Linked DNA regions of Mus musculus: all the other regions are linked to region 3. Evidence: chromatin contacts called from public Hi-C and promoter capture Hi-C data. All regions are on one chromosome and are shown on one strand. Each heading gives the region's core, a stretch centred on a gene start, on an enhancer-like site or on the middle of the called end of the contact. The rest is flanking DNA. Distances are from core to core; before and after follow the strand shown.

The links. Promoter capture Hi-C pulls out the DNA fragments that hold promoters and counts their contacts. Hi-C and Micro-C count contacts between places; a contact is called where the count stands out from the background. Capture Hi-C pulls out chosen DNA fragments and counts their contacts.
Region 1: a promoter capture Hi-C map of adipose tissue shows a contact between it and region 3, with 2.4 times the contacts expected there. The contact joins the promoter of Dusp22 here to the promoter of Wrnip1 in region 3. A contact is called at or near these places in 1 of 115 datasets of contacts at active chromatin or transcription factors (astrocytes) and 2 of 9 other capture datasets (adipose tissue and liver).
Region 2: a contact with region 3 is called in a promoter capture Hi-C map of pre-B cells, with 4 times the contacts expected there. The contact joins the enhancer-like site here to the promoter of Wrnip1 in region 3. A contact is called at or near these places in 1 of 39 promoter capture datasets (pre-B cells), 2 of 115 datasets of contacts at active chromatin or transcription factors (astrocytes and embryonic stem cells) and 1 of 9 other capture datasets (adipose tissue).
Region 4: a contact with region 3 is called in a Hi-C map of muscle stem cells, with 4 times the contacts expected there. The contact joins the promoter of Uqcrfs1 here to the promoter of Wrnip1 in region 3. A contact is called at or near these places in 5 of 39 promoter capture datasets (the C10 cell line, hippocampal neurons, liver and 2 more), 2 of 484 Hi-C or Micro-C datasets (CD4 T cells and muscle stem cells), 3 of 115 datasets of contacts at active chromatin or transcription factors (fibro-adipogenic progenitors, large pre-B cells and thymic regulatory T cells) and 1 of 9 other capture datasets (liver).

The regions. Positions count from the first base shown.
Region 1 is chr13:30,658,754-30,661,716 of GRCm38.p6, forward strand. Dusp22 (dual specificity phosphatase 22) reads left to right here and starts at 1,306. Exons shown (of 7, transcript NM_001037955.4): 1 at 1,306-1,393. The coding sequence starts at 1,373. Gm35158 (a long non-coding RNA gene) reads right to left here and starts at 1,290. Exons shown (of 3, transcript XR_382157.3): 1 at 698-1,290.
Region 2 is chr13:29,978,061-29,981,448 of GRCm38.p6, forward strand. All of the region lies in intron 1 of E2f3 (E2F transcription factor 3), which reads right to left. Among named protein-coding and RNA genes, the nearest start is that of E2f3, 6.3 kb to the right of the region's middle. Within about 2 kb of position 1,396, at least 49 of the 459 cell types and tissues checked have an H3K27ac peak or open chromatin away from gene starts, as enhancers often do. A contact at or near this core is called in pre-B cells, where this site is marked.
Region 3 is chr13:32,800,265-32,803,641 of GRCm38.p6, forward strand. It overlaps Wrnip1 (Werner helicase interacting protein 1), which reads left to right and starts at 1,766. Exons shown (of 7, transcript NM_030215.3): 1 at 1,766-2,780. The coding sequence starts at 1,974. It also overlaps a transcript of Mylk4 not described here.
Region 4 is chr13:30,543,656-30,546,598 of GRCm38.p6, forward strand. It overlaps Uqcrfs1 (ubiquinol-cytochrome c reductase, Rieske iron-sulfur polypeptide 1), which reads right to left and starts at 1,661. Exons shown (of 2, transcript NM_025710.2): 1 at 1,379-1,661. The coding sequence starts at 1,592.

The DNA of each region.
Region 1 (2,963 bases), core at 56-2,555, 2.1 Mb before region 3:
GAATCTATGGGGAGATGACCTTTGTACTAAGACCTCAAAAAAGCTATGCAAAGAATTGGGCGTTGAGATGTCAGTAACACAGGACCCTGTGTAAGATCAAGCCTAGGATGTCTAAGAAAAAACAGAGCAGCCCCTGGGGCTGATTCCAGGAAGGGGGAGGGTGATCTAAGGCCAGCAGAATTGGGCTTGAAACATGGCATTATCTTCATTCAACAAGTACTGGCATCTACTGGGTGTAGGGCGTTGTCAAGAATACAAAATGGAAATGAGAAACCTTTAGTTCAGTGGTTCTCAATCTTCCTAATGCTGTGACTCTTTAATATGGCTACTCATAACTTGGTGACCCCCAACCATAAAATTATTTTCATAACTGTAATTATTTTCATAACTGTAATTTTGCTACTGTTTTAAATAGTAATGTTAAGTATCTGTGTTTTCTGAGGGTCTTGGGTTACCCAAGTGAAAGGGATGTTCAAACCCCCAGGTCTTAGTGCCTATAAAGGAAATTAAAATTTTACCAAGGATAAGCCAGGCACGGTGGTGCACACCTTTAATCCCAGGTGCACACCTTTAATCCCAGCACTCGGGAGGCAGAGGCAGGTGGATTTCTGAGTTCGAGGCCAGCCTGGTCTACAAAGTGAGTTCCAGGACAGCCAGGGCCAGGGCTACACAGATGTCTCGGGGAAAAAAAAATTACCAAGGATGATAGATGGCCCACATGCTAGAATGCATGCACACGCTAGACAAAACCGCAGTGCAGGTACGTGGGGGCTTTCTGGGGGTAGTCATTGCAACACACTGCCCTGAAAAAGACCATTTAGAGACAGTTGGGTTCCTCTCCTCGACCAGGGTCACGTCTCTGCAGAGGTGAGTCACCTAGCCCACCTTTCCCAGAGCATGCTCCTTCTCGGTCTGAGTTGGGTGGGGCAGGGCCCACAGGAATCCCCCGCCTTGTTGGCTCAGAAAACCCAGACAGGGGAGCCCCTCTAACAGGGGAGTCAAGGCCTGAGACACTGCCCGTAACTGGCACCAGGGAGCCCCAGGGGAAACCGCCTTTAGGGACTTGGGGACCCCCCTACCGCTGCGCCTGCCTCCGTCCACCCCACCCCCCACCCGGCGCGCGTGCGCAAACTGCAGGGTTGTAGGCTGGGGCTCATGCGCGAGCACGAGCGCGTGCGCGCTGGGCGTCCGGCCGCGGGGGCGAGGGCCGCTGTCCCCGACGTCCGCACGGCCGGACAGTAATGCCGCGTCCCGGGTGGAGCGCGCAGCGAGCGCCGCCCTGGCGCCGCCTCCCGCTGCCCCGCCCGCCTGCCCGCCCGGCTGCGCGCCCGGTCTCCTCCCGCGAGCGCGGAGCGGCGAGCCCGGCGCGGCCATGGGGAGTGGGATGAGCCAGGTAACGTCCGGTCCCGGCCGCACCCTCTTTTCTGCAGCCTCCGCAGCCCTGACCCGCACAGCGTGCCCCTTTGAGAGCGGGGGACCCATGCTGGAGCTGGTCTGTCTCCCTCCCCTGAGACCGGGCCCCTTGACGTCTGCCACCCACAGCATTGGTGAACCGGGCCAGATGGGCGGCTTCTGTAATTTCCTCTTTTCCCCAGATTTGTGTGCGCGTGCACAGATAAGCCACTCTGGTGGGGGAAGTTCACGGAAACCCTAGAACTGACATGGCTTTCGGTGTCTGGAGCTGGTTGACCCTGGGTTGTGGGGCTTCCTTAGGGCAACCTGTTGGCTGGCTGTTGTGGCCGCAAGGCCTTCTAGAAACTCTTTCTTTGCCCCTGTGGTGGCCCAAACCTTCTGGGCCGGTTTTCTCACCCCTACCCCCTAGATTGAGGATGATCTGGCGGTGACAGTCCTCCGGGTTCTATTTGTGTCAGTCTCAAGGTTAAGGAACTTGCTGGTTCAAAGAGAAATCTTACTAAGGCTCTGGATGCCCAGGACTAAGACAAGTACTTCTACAAGTATTTTAAATGGTCCTGGGTTTGGTTAGCTTCTGGTGTTACCCCCCATCTTGTCTCCACTTACTTTATCCATCATGTTTATAGGTTCTAACGGTGTGGCTCGCTTTCTCCCCTTCTTTCTTCACCCTTTCACATTTGTCTCTGCTTTGTGGCGAGGGGCTCTGCAGTGGTTTAGTTACTTCCATGGGAATGATTATTGAGGCAGAGATCCAAGACCGAGGAGGGAACGAACATGTCTTTGATGGAAGCCTGCATGCTCCTTGCACAGTCTCCATGTTTTTGTGCGTTGTGACTTTTGTGTGTTGGTGACTAGGATTTTATTATTTTATTATTATTATTATATTATTATTATTATTATTATTATTTTCGCCAGTGATCAAATTTGAAACAAACTCCCTCTCATGAATATATGCTTGTATTATGTTCCCATTAGCACAGGGATCAGTCATCGCTCTGAGCTTTCTGCTTTTAAAATTAGACCGGTTGAAGATGTCCGCCTGGGGCTGACAGACTCTGCTTGCTTTCCCTTGACATTTCTAGTTGGCGCCACTGTTTACTGTCCCTTTCTGCATTTGGTTTCTAGTATTTTATATTCTAATTGAAAGAATGGGTTTAGGTATACAAGTGATTGATTGCCTAAGGGATATTCTTTTCATACTTCTCAGCGAAGGTGGCAGTATTCATATCCACATTGTGCTATTTACTTCTTATAGTAGATTCCTTGACTATTTTATTATCATAACCAGCTTGTACAGACACAGTTTCTAGTGTAGAGATGGAAAACTATACGGACAGAGAAATGTAGATGTTCAGTGGTTCAATACTTACAGTCTGTACTGAATATATGTTAGGTGTAGTGCTTTTGGGAACAGAGGGAGGAAAGCCAGCAGAAAGGACCAAGAAGTCTGTTACAGACCTCCTCAATGTAGGACACTGCTTGTTCAGTACAAATATAATGTGAACCAGATACATCATTTACATTTTCCTAGTGAAATTTCTTTGAAGAGT
Region 2 (3,388 bases), core at 146-2,645, 2.8 Mb before region 3:
GTGCTTCATGAGACCATCTCAAAAACAAACCCAGAGAGAATGAGGGATAAAAAGGCTCCATGGGAGCTTAAGAGGCCTCTGGTGAGCAAGACTTGGTCCTGGCCCTAACATACATACCCAAGGCGCCTCCAAGTTAGATAGGGCTTGGCATGCAATTTCTGAGCCAGTCTTAAACTATGGCTTACTGTACAGACATGAAATTATGTTAACAGTGCAATTTGCATTCCTCGTGCCGTTTCACGAACATGTTCCATCAGAGAAATAAAGGTTTTATTCATAGCACTGGCACTGCAGATTGCACCATGACAATAAAAAACTTATTCTTCTGTTTCTTTTCCCGAGTCAATGAGCAGCTTAGAAAGAGGTAACAAAGACCGGGGGTCCAATGATTGCACCAGGCAATGTCCACACCAGGACACACGCCTCCCGCTCTCAGTCACCATCACTCTCAGAGGCGCCAACAGTATGAAACGGACACTAAAGAATAGTGGGAAAAAAAAACAAGACGCAAAATACAGCGCCAAGAGATGGCCTGGCCCCTCTATGACATCTGTGGGACACTGGTTTCAACTCCTTGCACCTGTGAGAACCCCGCTACCCCAGAAAGATGAGAAATGAAGAGAGCATCTGACGGGTGGAGGCAGAAAAGGAAACCAGAGGACTCCAGCCTCCATCACTTAACTTTCTACCTAGCTGTCTCTCACTCCACCTTTTAGGAGAGTGTGTCTTTTATACTCAAGACTCCATCTCTGGACAGTGAGGCTGAAATCGGAAGGACAGACGTGATGGTAGTGTAAGCAAGACTCGAGGTCGCTCCTCTTGACTATGCTTTCCCAACATCTCAGTGCAGGAAGGAGTGAAACGCATAGACCCTGTGTTCACCTCCTCCAACTGTGAGTCCATACAAGGCTCGTGAGAGTAGAACAGGATGGAGCCCTTCTCAGCAATCACTCAAGAGCACGAAGAGCCTCCGCAGGCTTCTCCAGAGCAGACTGGCGAGAGCTGGCAGGGAAGGCCAAGGGCATTCACCTCCTCTAGCCATCATATGTGCTTCCAGAGAAACTCAGCCTCCCTGATAACAGGGCTCTCATCAATTGCTACTCATGGCTCACAGGAAGTCAGCCTTTACACACACAGGGGACCTTCCTGGCTGGTGGATTACAGATAAACAGATACCCCTGTCCCAGGGCAGGCTAGGAGCTGCAATCATGTTGGATCATGTTTCACGTTCTGGCTTCAGAGCTTGAAGCAATTCTATTTTTAAGCTTTCTCAGTTCCACAAGTAAAATAAAAAGGTCATTTTAAGGAAATGAGCTTTGACTTTAGACAACTTCCTCCGAAAGAGTTAAGTGATCGGCAGCTTTGACACATCAGAAATCTTCCTGGTGTTAACCACAGAGGAAGAGCCTCTCGGTCAATGGTCTAATGCAAAGGCCCAGGGAGCAAACCGTGACTGTCACTCGGGATGTAGATGGTTCCGGACAACACTTCCCTTGGTGCCCCTCTTTCAAGAAAGTTAAAAAAGTCCTTTGAGGCTGTTGTTGATTAAGTAAAACTGTCTCTGTCAGGGCACCCGAAATGTCACATCCAAAGAACAAATAACTGAAATTTCAAATATCAAACTTTGAAAAACACTGCTACCACTATTTAGGGAACCTGTCGTTCCTTTCCACTTACAAGTCCTTTCCACTGAGTGTCTAAAGTAGCCTTGATTTCTCAGTGTCTCTGGGGCAGTGTAACCGCATCTGAAAGAAACTTGAGTTTAGTAGTCTGCACACCTAAGCCTCCCATGTAGGGCATGTAAGACAGTTAACCCTCTCCTCACAAAAAGAGGTTTTAAGAGGGCAAAAATCTCCAATTTCAGTTTTGGCTCGGAGGGGCCCCCTGTTGACTTGTGACCTTAGCTGAGTAATTTAATTGCAGTGGGCCTGTCATTGTCTTACCTGTAAAAGAAGTGGTTGGATAGGAAAAGCGTTTAACTCCCAAGACCATCTGATTGATCAAATATTGAATACGCTAACCTGAAATACTGTCCGTCAAGTTAGAGGGATGTTGCCATGCCTTTACATTACAAACGGCCGCAAACAATTGGGTCATTAATTCTATCTTCTGCATACTATCTGCTATCTTCAAGCTGACACAACTCCTGCTTTACCAGGACAAAGCACCAACCGAGACCTGGTACTTAGGGTCGCCAAGTTCACAGGGGCCTTTGGATTCCATCCTGGCTTTACCACATCTTCAAAGTTACAGGTAACTGTGGCCACAAGATTGACTCCCACTAAGGCAAGCAGGGTAGAGAAACATATTCTTGCAACTTAAATGCTTAAAGGCAATGTTTAAAGCAAAAGTATGTGACGAAAATAAATCAAACGCCCCCTCCATGGGAAAGCCAGATAAATAATCCGGCTGTATTAACCCCACCCCCACTTTGCTGGTCTCATCCCAGCAAGGTTGCTTTCTGGTACCTACCTTCTGTAGTTAGTACCAGAACCTCTTCTCTGTGTGAGATTATTTTCCTAGTCATTCTTGGAAAGGAGACAGGATGGGGAGGTGAAAGGCCCTACATCTGTGGTTTTCTATATATAATATTGTCCCCTTTATCGGGTCTCCTCAGTCCCATCAAATATTATTGGATGGGAACTCCTTAGCAACTGTAAACACAATTCCTGAAACACTACTTAAAGCTGCTCACAGCCATGAACGTGTGCATCAGACCACATACTTTGTACCCCAGAGAACTTAGGGATGGTCCTCTAAGCATGGCAGGTGGGGATGGGAAGAACTGGAATCTCTCCTCCTTGCGCTATTTCAGGTAGCTTCGTGGACTTCGAGGGACTCAGTAAACCAAGTAAACAATTTCTACCCCACCCTGATTAAAATATTATTTAAAAGTAGATGAGTGAAAAGACTTGGGAGTTGATTAGCTTGGGACAATGCTTACAGCCAGTCATATAGACTATTTATAAGTCAGGGTTAAGTTGGGAAAAAAAGCCAATTGGAAAGGGATTAAATATATGTGTGTGTGTGTGTGTGTGTGTGTGTGTGTGTTTGTGTGTGTGTTCTCACTGGAGATGATCGAATCAGAAAAGCTAAGGAGAAACTACTGCTTATTTCTAAGACACCTCCTACCATCCTCCCTCCCTTTTTGTCCCTCTCTTGCTCTCCTTTCACTTCCCAGGCGCTGATACTTATTTCTAATCCCAGAGTATATTCCTTTCCCAAGTTAACTTTACACAGCACACTGCTAAACTCAGACTCTGTCCTTGCAAGTATTATATAAGGTGGTGATATTTAGAAAAATACACGCGCGCGCGCACACACACACACACACACACACACACACACACACATACACACACGCATCCTTTTCTGTGCTCAGGTTTGG
Region 3 (3,377 bases), core at 516-3,015:
AAGCTGACCAGCCTGTGGCTGAGCAGAGGAGATAGGAAGGCTGGACTTCTGATCTCAGCCAGGTAGAGAGAGAAGGAAGAGAGGGACAAGAAGACCAATGTTTGCCATGAGGTTGATATGAAAGAGCAGTCATGAGGACACACATGGACCAGAGTGAGCCAGGGGAAGACCAGATTGGCATGTTAACAGGGCATTTGTCTGGGTATTATCAGCCTTAGAGGGTTAGAATAGCCCAGAATGGTCCAGCTTAGGCTTGCTTCTTGTTATTAAACTTAATAGTTCTTTGTGTCAGCTATTTGGGAGCCAGAACGGGAACAGATGAGTTCTACACTTAGGTATGTAACAGAATTTGTAACTCACGTCACATTAGCTATTGCCAGTTTACTTCATAGCATAAGATAACTAAACCTTCAGTGGGAAAACAGTAAATAAAAAGTTTCTACTGTAACTTGCTGTATACTGTTGGGTGGTAAAGTAAATACACACTCAAATTTTGACAAGATTCATAAGTCTTTGCTTTCCCTTAACACATTTAATTTCTGATTATCAGCAATAATCAATTATAATAAAATTTTGATGTTTTTGGTAGCCCCCAGGTACAGGTTGAGAATTCCAGCCTTAGCAACTTAACAAGTCACACTCCTCTCAATCTACCTATATGTATTTAAATATTTTAAAAGATGTATTACATTTATATTTACATGTTTTGCCTGCATGTATGACTGTGCATTACCTAGGTGTAGTGCCCCCAGAGGCCAGAATAAGGAGCCAGATCCTCTGACCTGGTGCTGCAAACTGAAAGAGGAACCTACAATAGCAGCAAGTGCTCTTAACTACTGAGCCACCTCTCCAGCTCCTTTTGCATCTTTCCAAGGAGTAACTTACAGAAAAGCATAATAAAATCATAAGCAGTAATACATGGATGTAGACTACCACACTAACTTTTTAAATTTGCTTTTCAAAAGTAAAAATACAATTTTGTATTATGTAGCCCTGGCTGACTTGGAACTCAAAATGTAGACCACGCTGGCCTCAAACTCTGAGATCCACCTGTCAGTGCCTCCTGAGTACTAGTATTAAAGGTACACAGCACTACACCCAGAGAATATACATTTATAAATGCCTATTGTACTCATTTCCTGCTCCTGTCTGCTGGAAATACCTTTAAGGACTGCCTGCCATCATTTTGTTATTGGGATACAACGGTGATTTTCAGTTTACGACTATTATATCAGCTAGAGATAACTATTAAGCAAGTACTTTGGGCGACAGGTCCTAAAGTAAAATTAAGGGGCACAGGGGAGGGAATCCCTTTTATTGCATTTCCTTGAGCAGCCTTCGGAATTGAACTTTGTCTACCTGTGTAGCTCTTGTGTGTTTATGTCGAAGCCCTTTCTCCAGCTTCCTAGGCACTTCTGGGGTATTTCCACTTCGTTTTAGTTTTATTACAAATATTCTCCCTGATGACAGCATTTCTAGTTCCGCACCCAGAAGGCCAAAATCCTGGAAAGCCAGGTTCCCAAGTTCCCTCCGCTTGGGTTTTACTCGAAGGCGGTTGTTTCCGGTACTGAGCAGGCATGCGCACGCGCACCACGCCTATCCAAGCAGCGCCACAGAAAGGCTCTTCCCAGGGACCGAAGAAGACGAGAGGGCCTGTTGTGACGGAGAACTACATTTCCCAAAGTTCAATGCGAGAAATTGCCGGCGGCGATTGGGGGCATCGGGTTGCGGAGTCTTCTGCCCGCTTTGGACTACACTTCCCGACACGACTCGCGAGGCGTTGCCAGCTGCGGGCCGAGGGCGAGTTGACGCGGGAGCTCAGGACGTGAGGCATGAGCGGCGCCCTCCCTCGGCCCGTGCGTGTCCTGCTCCCTACCCGCGCGAGGGTCGCGCGGCACCGGGCCTAGCGGCGGGCATCGGCGTTCTCAGGGGCAGGTGCAGCCGCACGGGCGCCAGGGAGGGCAGCTGCCACCATGGAGGTGAGCGGGCCGGAAGACGACCCCTTCCTGTCGCAGTTGCACCAGGTGCAGTGCCCAGTGTGCCAGCAGATGATGCCCGCCGCGCACATCAATTCGCACCTGGACCGCTGCCTGCTGCTGCACCCTGCGGGGCACGCGGAGCCAGCGGCCGGCTCTCACCGCGCTGGGGAGCGGGCCAAGGGGCCCTCGCCACCCGGCGCCAAGAGGCGTCGACTGTCGGAGAGCTCGGCGCTGAAGCAGCCCGCCACCCCGACGGCGGCCGAAAGCAGCGAAGGCGAGGGCGAGGAGGGCGATGACGGCGGCGAGACCGAGAGCCGTGAGAGCTACGACGCACCGCCCACGCCCAGCGGTGCGCGCCTTATCCCGGACTTCCCGGTGGCCCGCTCCAGCAGCCCCGCCAGAAAGGGTATGGGGAAGAGACCAGCGGCTGCAGCCGCCGCAGGCAGCGCATCCCCGCGCAGCTGGGATGAGGCGGAGGCGCAGGAGGAGGAGGAGGCGGGGGTGGACGGCGATGGCGACGCGGACGTGGACGGTGAGGACGATCCCGGGCACTGGGATGCGGACGCCGCCGACGCCTCGTTCGGAGTCAGCGCGGGCCGCGCGCATCCCCGGGCGCTGGCGGCGGAGGAGATCCGACAGATGCTGGAGGGCAAGCCGCTGGCTGACAAGATGCGTCCAGACACGCTGCAGGACTACATCGGGCAGAGTAGGGCCGTAGGGCAGGAGACTCTGCTCCGCTCGCTACTGGAGGCCAATGAGATCCCTTCGCTCATCTTGTGGGGCCCGCCAGGTTGCGGTAAGGTGAGTGCTGCTCTTGCTGTTTTTGCCAAGGGCCGCGGAGGTATTCTGAGCCGGGTGCGGTCCTTAGATTCCGGACCCCTCCTCTGGAGAGGGAGGCCTGGGGGCGCGGTCCTGATGCGTGAGCGGAGTTTGTAATACGCAAGCAAGCATGCCATTTCCCCAGATTCCCCAGACCCCTTGTTGGGCGTTTTTCACAAGAAAATGCCCAATTTTCTTGGTTTATGCAGAGATGTGGACAGAGATTTGAGCTATCTTTGTGGTCATATCCATGATTTTTAGTGACCCAATTCCAGGCAGGGGACATGCTGCAAACATTGGGGAAGAAACATTTTGTATGCTCCATTTGTTGTGGAAAACTAATTAAATTTTTTCTATTATACTTGACCCCCTCTCCCACTAATTGGCTTATTCTAACTGGTTTTTGGAACTAATAGAAGTCTCTCTTCTGTGATTCGTTTTCAACAGGCATTTCCATAACTTTCCCATACCAACTGCTGCTTGAGAAAAGCATCAATGTTCTGTTTTAGCCACAGCCAGAGGAGACTGGTTAGAATACCGTGGGTTTAGAGAACAGGTCACTGGAAGAATACTTGAGAA
Region 4 (2,943 bases), core at 411-2,910, 2.3 Mb before region 3:
ATAATGGGAGACAAAAACTAAGGAGCTATTATTCTACCGCTTTAAACCAAGGCCAGAAGTCTCAACAATAGAGAGGAGAGTGTCAACATGCTATAATGACATCAAGATATCAGCAAAAGTAAACTTTGTAATCTGACCTGACATTAAGGTTAATGGCTAAAATAGAGATAAACAGCAAACCCAGTGGGGATCATTAAAAATCTGCAGGAAAAGCTAACCATGGTGGCTCTGGGAAGACAGTCAGGAAGACCTTGAGTCTGAGGACAGCCTAGGATACATAGTGAGACCCTGCCTCAAAGAGAGGCAGGACAGACAGACAGAGAGGCAGGATTAGAATGAATGCAGAGTGAAAAGCTGTCTAAGAAGGCAATTTGGTTGACATGTAGAAAGGTCATAAACTCAACCCCAAGCAGTGCCAAGTAGGTAATACACTGAACAATCATAGTATGTTACTTTGCTTGGTATAGAGGAGAAAGCTATATGGATGCGATCTTCATTCTTTTAAAGTGAATGATATTTCTAAACTCAATGGTCCCTGTGAACTTGAAATCAAGGTTTAATCTACTTGAAAAAGTGAAGAGTCAGTCAACTATCGGAGCAGAAACCAAACGAGCCCAGTGCAGCTTCCCACATTTCAGGAGACACCAGAAAGCTTTCTAGATTTTTAAGTCACAAGGGAATGTGAAGCAGACTTAGATAAACTAGGAAGAGACCGCACTGCATAGATTCCCACTGTGTGGGTCACTTCACCTCTGTTTTCTGTATTAAAAAAAAAAAAAAGTATCATTTCTGACTGCCTCGCCTTCACGACTAAGTAAGATTATGAAAGCCGTAGAGCCTGGTATCTGAAACCACTGCTGATCCCCTACAGTGGAACTGACAGGGCTGGTTTTGTGTCTATAGGGATGGGGCTGCTAGGGAGTTAAGATGCTGAAAAGCGACTGTACCAGTACACTGACAACTTCCTACATGGTTGTTTCAATTTCTATTTTGAACACTTATCGTCTAAACCGTACCAATGGCTTTACATAGAATTCTCTAGTGTAAGACTCACAACACCCCTACAAAGTTGTGGTAACATCGAGGAAACTTGCCCAAGGTCAAATTCCTGTAACTAACAGTATCTTAGCCATGATACAGGGAGGCCGATCTTAATCAAGAAAGTCAAGTGAAGCCTGAGGAGGGAACCCAGACTGACGTGCAGACCGGCTCCTGACTCCTGGGGGATGCAGCTACGGGAGCATCCCGTCACCGTGAGCCCGCCTGCTCCGGGGAGCGCTCGGCCTGCCAAGGTAGCCGCGGCCGGCCCACCACATCCCAGCACACCGCCCTCCGCCGCCGCAGGGAACGAGATCGGGGTACTCCGAAGCCGGCTCACCGTTCAGGCCCACCGTGGCCACCAAAGGCCGGGCTGCGGCCTGGCCACTCAGGGACTCGCGGCACAGGAAGGGTCGCTTCACATCCAGAACAGGTGGCTCCGAGGCGGCGGGCACCGCGCCTTGCAGCAGAGGACGCAGCGCGCCCGCCACCCCGCGGGAAGTGGCCGATAGGACGGGCGCGAACGGGCCCGAGCGGGCGGCGACCGACAACATGGCGACAGCTGCTCAAACCACCTCGTCGGTCACAGGGACGACCTTTCGTTCGAACGACGGCCCGAAGAGGAGCGGGAGGCGCAGGGTTTGTGACGTCAGCGCGACGCCGGAAAGGGCGTTTCGCAAGGTTGAGCGAATCGGGAGGGACGCCGCGTTGGGGGCGTGGCTTCGGGCGCAGGTTGGGGCCCGGGCAGGAAAGGGCAGGGCCTGGAGACACTCTGGTGTCTGACTCGGTCGCCCTGCCCCAGGAAAACCGAAGTCGGGAGGGATTTCTTGTGGTCGTGATTGAGATCCTTCATTTAGGGCAAAACCTTAAATCGGGGACGACCGAGGCATGAGAAAAAAAAAAACAACAGGCTACTACTACTTCCTAACGCCTATCACCTAGAATAAATACCAACCGCTTTTTGTCTTTTGCCAAGACGATTTTGATCTTCTTACAACAAAAGAGCCAGAAACCTATATGCAAGGTTTGACAAAAACAAAACAAAACAAAACAAAACAAAACGGTGGCTTACGATTATTCATGATCTACTACGCTTTTGATTTGGTAGTTTCCTTCGTTGTTCATTTGTAATTATGATCTTGATGAAATAACACTATTGATACCAGCATTTTACCAGTGAAGGACCTGGTCCTTAGACCCTTTGCTCTGCATAGATTGCCAGGAAGCAGTGGAGTATTGTAGACCCCTGAGGGGTTTTTGTTTGTTTGTTTGTTTGTTTGTTTCTGAACAAGTGGGGTTTCCCAAGTGATGTTCAGCAGTACAAAAGGGAGGGACTCTTACTCTCCTTCACATAGTGAGAAAACTGCCAACTTTCTAACTTCTCTTTCAGTTCTGACTACACCACTAACAAAGTCTCTGTGAGGTGCTAATAAACGTTAATCCCTCTTACACTTGAAAATCTCCACTTTTCCAAGTAGAACAAACCTTGATTTCAAGTTCACACAGACAATTGAGTTTAGAGATGGCATTCACTTTCAAAGAATGAAGTTCTCATCCATACAACTTTCTCTATACCAAATACTTCGTTTATTCTTTTAGGGTTTAAAAAGAAAAAACAGTAAAAAAAAAAAACTAAGAATTTAAGCACTGCACACTCTGGCATGATTGTGATATGATGCTTGTATAATACATGGACTCTAGGACCTTGGCTGGTTTCTAAACCTTTGGAATTGTAAAACAATGTAGTTGTGTTGTTTTAAGACACTATGTTTGTTATAGCAGCAATGTAAAACAACACCCAGGAGATCCGGGCCCTCACAGAGGAATGATTGCAGGTGTCCTTAGCCAGGGAGGATACTTGCTGCCTAGTCTGGGTCCTTTCTTGTCACTGTCACTTCATTCAGT